Linked DNA regions of Mus musculus: all the other regions are linked to region 1. Evidence: chromatin contacts called from public HiChIP or PLAC-seq and promoter capture Hi-C data. All regions are on one chromosome and are shown on one strand. Each heading gives the region's core, a stretch centred on a gene start, on an enhancer-like site or on the middle of the called end of the contact. The rest is flanking DNA. Distances are from core to core; before and after follow the strand shown.

What was found. HiChIP or PLAC-seq counts read pairs in DNA pulled down with a chosen protein or histone mark. Capture Hi-C pulls out chosen DNA fragments and counts their contacts.
Region 2: a contact with region 1 is called in a promoter capture Hi-C map of pancreatic islet. The contact joins the promoter of 1700121M21Rik here to the promoter of Lima1 in region 1. A contact is called at or near these places in 6 of 15 datasets of contacts at CTCF or cohesin (embryonic stem cells, large pre-B cells, pro-B cells and 1 more), 35 of 484 Hi-C or Micro-C datasets (B cells, the G1E-ER4 cell line, the HL-1 cell line and 6 more), 19 of 115 datasets of contacts at active chromatin or transcription factors (bone marrow-derived macrophages, cardiomyocytes, embryonic stem cells and 7 more) and 3 of 9 other capture datasets (adipose tissue, liver and pancreatic islet).
Region 3: a contact with region 1 is called in an H3K27ac HiChIP or PLAC-seq map of embryonic stem cells, with 26 read pairs. The contact joins the promoter of Fam186a here to the promoter of Lima1 in region 1. A contact is called at or near these places in 3 of 115 datasets of contacts at active chromatin or transcription factors (the 230-238 cell line and embryonic stem cells) and 2 of 9 other capture datasets (adipose tissue and pancreatic islet).

The regions. Positions count from the first base shown.
Region 1 is chr15:99,874,037-99,876,736 of GRCm38.p6, forward strand. Lima1 (LIM domain and actin binding 1) reads right to left here and starts at 1,420. Exons shown (of 11, transcript NM_001113545.1): 1 at 1,297-1,420.
Region 2 is chr15:99,913,573-99,916,272 of GRCm38.p6, forward strand. 1700121M21Rik (a long non-coding RNA gene) reads left to right here and starts at 1,392. Exons shown (of 3, transcript XR_875663.3): 1 at 1,392-1,467. It also overlaps the pseudogene Gm20564.
Region 3 is chr15:99,930,206-99,933,007 of GRCm38.p6, forward strand. It overlaps Fam186a (family with sequence similarity 186, member A), which reads right to left and starts at 1,453. Exons shown (of 4, transcript NM_028180.3): 1 at 1,287-1,453. Gm21917 (a long non-coding RNA gene) reads left to right here and starts at 1,175. Exons shown (of 4, transcript XR_003951483.1): 1 at 1,175-1,697; 2 at 2,610-2,782.

The DNA of each region.
Region 1 (2,700 bases), core at 170-2,669:
TAAGGACCAGAGTTTGATCCTCAAATCCTAAGTTAGAGAGAACCAACTCCTATAAGCTGCCCTCTGACCTCCACAAGCCTACCATAGCACGATGGCTGGTATTCATGCACACACATCACACAAATGGTAATTTTTAAAATATATATATATATATATATATATATATATATATATATATATATATATATATATATATATATATATATATATATATATATATATATATATATTGAAGGTCAGGGACAGTGGAGCACACCTTTAATCCTAACATTCAAGATGCAGAGGCAGCCATATTTCAGGCAGCCAAAGCTAGATAGCCAGCTCAAGGCTAGTCAGGGATTCTCTGAAGAAGCAGAAAGAGGAAGAGAAGAAGAAAAAGGAGGGAGAGGAGGAGGAGAAGACAACGACTGAGGAGGAGTTGTTCTTTCCTGCTAACTCTATAGCTTTTTGAAGGCTGTCTAAACATGATCACACTTGGTCGTCCATAGACTAACTGGACTAGGTATTTGTACCAGTAACTATGTAGATACAAAGTAGCCCACTCACCCACTTCCGTGCCAAGGATGATCTGCCCTCCAAAGGTCAACGTCTTAAAAACATAACCTCACAGTCTTCGGCTAACTTGCAAAGTCAACAGAACCATTTGGATTAGGCAGATTTTTGAGAGCTGGAATTAGTTGCAAGACAATAGCAGATCAGTATCTCTCACCAGGATCAGCTAAACTCATTGTTGTGAGCACCAATAAGAAGGCTAGGACGGGTGCCAGATGGTTCGCTCCTAGCACCCACGACTTCGAGCTCCAGTGTGTGTGGCCAGGGGTGTACAGTTACCTAATATTAACACCTACGGATGCGAGTGAGCAGTGGATCCCAGCTCAAGTACACCATAGCGATTTGGGAAGGACACAGCAAGTAGGAACTGTTCGGAAGGATGTTAAGTCTTAACCAGAGTTCATCTGGAGGAATGGACGGGAGAAAAATTGGAAAAGGAACGGCCGCGTGGAAGAAGGAAAGAGTGGCAGGATTACCTCCCTAAGAGGGTGTTTTAACTTTTGATGAAATGCCACTTTCCCTCCATCCCGTGCGAGACCAGGGGCCCAGGCAGCGAAGTCTCAGTCCCTTGGACTTCCCAGAAGGGAGGGCGGAGCATGGGAGGCTCCTCCAACGTGGACCCCAAGGGGTGAGCCTCCTGCTCCTGCTACCCACCGCCTCAAAATACGCGGGGAGAGTGCGGGGCTCAGCAGGGTCTCCGCGCGCATGCAGGCTGCGGAGGGCGAGGCGAGAGGAAGCGCTTACCTGACTAGAAAGCCGTCGGGGCTCGGCGCTGCACGGCCACGGTCCTGCGCTCTGTCTGCCCAGCGCACCTGTCGCAACTGGGCTGCAGCACCTTCAGCTCCGCGGCCCCGCCCCGGCCCCGCTCAGAGCCCCGCCCCCTGCCGCGGAGGCGCGCCCGTCTCCCGCCTCCCGCGCGGCCTTGGAGCGAACGTGCTCGCTCCCGGCGGCGTGTTCAACTCGTGACCGGAGCGTCGCCCTAGTAGCGGTGGTGTTGCAGGAGGCGTGGCTCCTGTGTCAGCCTCCAACTTGGTCGTGTCCCCTTTCTGGCTCACCCTATCTCTCTCTGACTAGAGATTGCAGCAGTTTGATCTGAGACTCACCCAGAAATCTGGTCTAAGTGCAACTTCAGGGAAGTTCCTGGTGCTGTCGGGGTAAGTTCTGTGGAAAGGTATTTTAAGAGAGGCCATGCCCTGTGCTGCAAAGAGCTGCCAAAGAGGCCTGGCTCAGACTACATTGGATCACTTCACCTCAGTGGACCTGAGTTTCCTCAGGAAAGGATAGGATTAGATAAGAGTAGGTGGTGTCCAAGTTCTCCAAGAGCTATGGGTTTTGTTTGTTTGGTTTTTGGTTTTTTGTTTTTTTCAACAACGGGTGGTTTTCCTTCATTTTCTTTTGAGACAGAGGAGGGTCATCACATGTAGCTGAGATTAGCCTGGAACTCACAGTGTAGCTGAAGTGATCTTTGAGCTGTTGGCTCACAAAACTGCCCGTAACTCCAGCACCTGGGGAACCTGATACCATTTTCTGGCGTCCGTGAGGAACTGCACACACATCACACACTCACACACATATACATACTAATAAGATTAAATAAAAGTCTTTTTTAAAAGAGGCTCTAAGAGAAGGGTAGTAGCACACACCCTAGAGTGGGCTTGCACTTCTCAACAGTGTCTGCAAGACCTGTTTCTGTTTCTGCACTAGGAATGTGAGGGTCTGAATAGATCATGAGGAGACATAGCATGTGGCCATCCAGCCCTCAGATTCTTGGCTCCACCACCATTCCTCTCTGCACGAAGCCTTTTGATAGTATCCTTTCCTGAGGTCTAGTGACATACCAAACGAAAGGAATTCTGAGGCTTTTCATGTGAGTGTTGATTAGTATCATAAGGGCCAGTGGTAGAAAGATTTGTTCAACTCCTAAAGCAGTCACTGGCAAAGGGCACAGGACATGTGGCCTTTATCCTGGCAACTGAGGTAGGATGGTTGCCTTGAGTCCCTGGATGTCCAGTGTTACAGAGTGAGAATAACCCAAAAGGAACAAAACAAGAAACCTACAAAAAGCTGTTGATGAACAAGTTTTAAGGAATTGAGCCATTCACCAAGGATAGAATATCATTCAAAAATCTAACCTAGACTGATTTCTGG
Region 2 (2,700 bases), core at 142-2,641, 40 kb after region 1:
TTTGCTGCTCTCCAGAGGACCTGCGTTCAGTTCCCAGCACCCACATCTGGTGGCTCACAAACACCTCTAACTCCAGGCCCAAAAGGATCCAAAGCTTGGCTCCCTCCAATACCTCAGTCACATGACATACCTGCGTGCAGACAGAAATGCCTGCACATATTCAAATCTTTAAATAAATTAGTGGTCTGGGGAGTTGGCTTTGTAGGGAAAGTTCTTACCATGGAAGAACCTCATTCATCTCCCCGGGACCCATGTGAAAGCTGGGTGTGCCACACCAGTCTGGAATCACAGCACCTGGGAGGCAGACACACAAGATTCCCTGGAGCTCACTGGTCAACCAGTCTCACTGGATCAGTGGTCTCCAGCTTTAGTGAGAGAGCCTGTCTCAAAAAGTAACATGGAGCGGGACTAAGGAAAACACCCCTGTCTTAGGGTTTCTGTTCCTGCACAGACATCATGACCAAGAAACAAGTTATGGAGGAAAGGGTTTATTCGGCTTACATTTCCACATTGCTGTTCATCACTGAAGAAGTCAGGACTGGAACTCAAGCAGGTCAGGGTGCAGGAACTGATGTAGAGGCCATGGAGGGATGTTCTTTACTGGCTTGCTCAGCCTGCTCTCTTATAGAACCCAAGACTGCCAGCCCAGAGATGGTCCCACCACAAGGGGCCTTTCCCCCTTGATCACTAATTGAGAAAATGCCTTACAGTTGGATCTCATGGAGGCATTTCCTCAACTGAAGCTCCTTTCTCTGTGATAACTCCAGCTGTGTCAAGTTGACACAAAACTAGCCAGTACAACCCCATATCAACCCTGCCCTCTACATACACACACATGAACACACTTGTGCACATAACCACATGAACACCTACATATCACACACACACACACACACACACACATTAAATAAGCAAAAGAAAAGTTTGTCTTTAGTGCAATAAGGAGCCAGTTAATCAGGAGAAGATGGCGACGGTCTTAGAGATGCTGGGGAACAGGTGAGAACATAAAGGTGTTTTGAAAAAAATATAAAATAGTAAAACTTAAAGCCAAAGTGAATGTATGAGAGAAATAAGAGTGTGTCTGCCAGGTAGTTTTCTGGGGCCTCTGGGCATTAGATTATTTAAACTGAGACCAACAGCCAAGTTCCGGTGTTTCCCCGAGGCTGTGCTCAGCTCTCAGGGTGCAGGCCTGGAGGGGGTCAGAGTGTTCAACTCTCAGGCCTGGAGGGGGACAGAGAAGACTGTACTTAAGCTGGGCTGTGGTCCAAAGTAGACCTGGAGAAGTGCAGGAGCTGAGAGTGCAAGGAAGGGAGGGGTTATAATTACCGACCTTGCAACTCAAAGGAAGAATAAAAAACATTTGAAACATTGTGGAAAGGTTATTTTGTTTGTGCAGGGTAGGAGCCTGGAGAGAACTTCGAGCAAGGAAACCGCCCCAGCTGTGCACGGGCTCGGGGCAGCTGTGCGGTGAGTCAGTGGGTCAGTGTGTCTCTTCTAGAGCACCCCGGCAGCTCACATCCTCCTGTACCTCCAGCTTCTGGGGATCCAGCTCCTCCCGCCTCTGTGGGCACCTGCTCCCACCTGCACACACCTCATGCAGACACAGGCAAAGCGTTTTATAATGTGTGTTGTTGTATACAAGACACTTTGTTTTATAATGCGTACTGTAAGTATCAATATGTTTTTGATCTACCACCTCTCTTTCACCACCCAACAACTTTGGCCTCAAAGTCAGTTCTGATTTGACCTTTGTCTCCATTTTGGTTTGCATTTTACTTCCTCCCTTCGGGTTCGTTCCCCCACCCCCACCCCCACCAGGTTTATTCGATACAACACAATCTCTAACTTCAGTGAGGTGACTGGCCATGTTCACCACCAAAGCAGCCTCTAAACTGGAACTCAGTTGCTGAGCCAGCCCCAGCCTCAGCTTTCTTGTCGGCTACAGGAGCACAGCACTCCTTCTGCAGATATCTCTGTCTGCCTCCCCTCTTGGGAATCTTGCAGGTCACTCACCCTGTGGACCCTTGGGCTGAGGCCTGCCAGTCTCAGGATGGGATGGCAGGCATGATTTCCAGACGTAGGTGTAGGTAATCTCAGAGGTACTAGATGCTCTCATTCGTAAGGTCCCAGAAGAAGTGTCTCCAGGCAAACTGCTCCTTCATGTAACCTCGAGACTTGAGACTGCATGGCTTTCATTATATGAAGGTTATGCATGTTCTTGTCTGCCAGCTCAGGGTGTTTGGGCACGTGGACATCTTTCTCGGCAACCATCACGCCTTCCTTAAGGAGTTCATAGATGGCAATCCTGTTCTTCTCAGGCATCAACATCACGGCTGTAAGGTCTGAGGCAGAGGCTGGAAAAGAAGCCCTCTATTCATTTTAACTTGATCTATTCTTTTGTTTTGTTTTTTTCAAGATAGGGTTTCTCTGTGTAGCCCTGGCTGTCCTGGAACTCACTCTGTAGACCAGGCTGGCCTTGAACTCAGAAATCTGCCTGCCTCTGCCTCCCAAGTGCTGGGATTAAAGGTGTGCACCACCTTGGTCTATTCTTTTAAACATATCATATAGGTAATATGTTGTTTTCTTGTGTGCAGTGTTATGCTAAACAAACGTCCTTCCGCTGAGTTGTAACTCCAGCCCTTCTTACAGATTTTTGTTTTCTTCAGGTGTTGTTTATTCTCTTTTGTTGTTTTGAGACCA
Region 3 (2,802 bases), core at 203-2,702, 56 kb after region 1:
GAGGTTGGGGGACCTGAGGCAGGACAGCCTGAAGCTGGCTGGGAATACAGCTCAGCCTGACCTTGAACTTGCTGTCTATCTGCTTCCCCACATGAACGGAGCCTTCTCCCTTTCCTGTCCCTTCTTGATGGCTTGATACTTCACCACCTCCATTCCACCTTCCTGACGCCGCACCCCTTTAATACAGTTCCTCGTGTTGTGCTGACCCCCAATCATAAAACATGTCTGTCGCTACTTCAGAACCGTAACCTTGTCACTCTATGACACTCTGTGTGTAAGTATCTGTTTCCCAGTGGTCTTAGGCGACGCCTGTGAAAAGGTCACTGGACCCCAGAAAAGGATCTCAACCCACAGGCTGAGAATCACTGCTTCAGAGCCTGAGTTGCCTCTGAAATGTCTGGGACACTGCTCTTCATGTTAGATAGATAGCTTGGTACATGTCTTCCTGTTTGATGGCTTGTATTCCTGATACCCCATCTTGCTTACTTCATCTATAAAGACTACATTTATTAAATCAAAAATTGGAGGGTTTTATTTGTTTTATAAAGAGCTATGATACTTAAAATACAATTGTCATGGAGAATTCTAAATATTTTACTTTAATCTGGTAATAATCTGAAGTCTTTTCTATTCAAATAAAGGAGAAAGTCTTAGAAATTAATCTCTCTCTTTTTTTTTTTTTGAGACAGATCTTATGAATCCTTGGTCAACCTGGAACCCATTATGTAGCACAGGTTTGCTTATATTAATTAATGTTAATTAGCTGGGCAGTGGTGGTGCACATCTTTGATCCCAGTACTTGGAAGGCAGTGGCAGGCGGATCTCTGTAAATTTGAGGCCAGCCTTGTCAATATACAGTGAGTTCTAGGACAGTCAAGACCACACAGAGAAACACTGTCTCGAAAGAAAGAAAGAAAGAGAGAGAGAAAGAAAGAAAGAAAGAGAAAGTTAATTAAAGAAAAAAAGGATATATAGATAATAGAATGTTTCTAGAACTCCAGCTTGTAGTTAATATTAGAACTGGACCGGTATAGTGATGAATGCCTTTAAATCCAGCCCTTGGGAGGCAGGAGTTGGAGGACAGCCTAGTCTGCATAGCAAGCTCCAGGGTAGCCAGTCTTAAAAAAAAAAAAAAAGTATTTGTAAGGAACATATCTTAAAAACTATTTTGTGAGTTGTAAATAATGTGACTCCTGATGCCTCAGAGGCAGGATCCATCCCACCCCCACCCCCATCGCAGAGAGGAGCCGAGCTCTTGGACAGCGTTGCCAAGCTAGTGAACTCACCCCAAGGCAAGCTGTTGCGCTAGTGTGTCAGCTCCAAGCTCTGAGTCCTGAGAGCGCAAATCTACCGCCCAATGAAATGATACAAGAGCTGGAACTTTGGGAACCGACTCCAAGATCTCACTGCAGTGCTCCCTAGTCAGAGCCCTGTTGGTACCTATGAGTAAGAGACTTGAGACTGTGCGTGGCCTCAGTGACCGTTGGAACTTACGGCGCCATCGCTGGGCGCACACAAACTCGCCTGGCAATGCCTGCTATGCTCCCAAAGACCTCTCAGACCTCCATCAGTGCCAACTTCCCAGCCTGCCTCAGCGGAAGGACTTCCGGGAGGACACGGTGGACATCCTCACGGGAAAAGATTCCCCAGTGGAACCCTGCAGCAGCATTTCTGCCCAAACAACTGACTCCCGCTTGGTGAGATGACTGCTTAACTTCTATATTAGCATGATATTATAGGGACGGTTTGTGTGGATAAATCGGCCATATTCGAAGACAGATCTTGTGTGGCATCCTAATTGCTGAAGCTGCTCCTATAGGCCTTACTCTTCGGTGTTATCACGACCATAGACTTTAGGGCTGGAGAGGCAGCGCTTTGCCTAGAATCAAGCACCGTTGTTGCCAAGGGCCAGGGCTCACAACTGTCTGTAATGTCTCCAGGTGCCCTGATGCCGCCTTCTTACCTCTGTAGGCACCCAATGCTCACAAACTTGGAAACCAAAATCCTGTAGCTTGTGCTCACAATTTCAGGGTGAAGTACTCTACTCCAGCTCTGAAACTTTTTAAAAGGCCATTGTACTGACACTTCCTCAAAAGGGACTCCAGAGGTTGGTGCCAGAATTTACTGGGATCTCTGTGCAGGGTGTGGTATAAGCAATTTAAATAAATTCTAAGCTCCTTGTAAACTCATGGTTTAAAACTGGCCTCTTAATGTTCTGAGGAAAAGAGTAACAAGCCATAATCAGTCAGGAGCCATACTTTCTGTGTGGCTCATACTCAGAATCCCAGCATTTGGGAAGCTGAGGCAGAAATACTGGCTGGAGTTCAAGGTCTCAAAACACAGCAGCAGAACAGAGAGCCAAAGAGCAGTGACTGGAGGGGCTGCCAGCTGACTAGGAAGGAAACAGTTAATCTCGTCTGAAGCCTCTCTTGTGGGAGCATTGTCATCAAGCAAATGTCTTGATGAGGTAGATCCAACAGCGCCCACTGAAGACAGGTCCACCAGATTTTGTGATGTCACCTTATTTGGGGACTGTAATTAAGCTTCTTAAACTGAGAGCATCCTGGACTACTTAGGTGTGTAATGAATTCACTGCCGTTTCTCCTCAGAGTCAGAAGAGGAGACAGAAGACACATTGGCCATCTGAAGGCAGAGACTGAAGTTACAAGTCTACAGGCTAAAGAATGGCAGTCGAGGAACAAATCTCTCCCGGGGCCTCCAGAGACAGTGAACCCTGAGATGCTTTGACTTCATAAACTTCTTGCCTCTAGAAGATGGGAAGGTATTTTCTTCTTGTTGGCA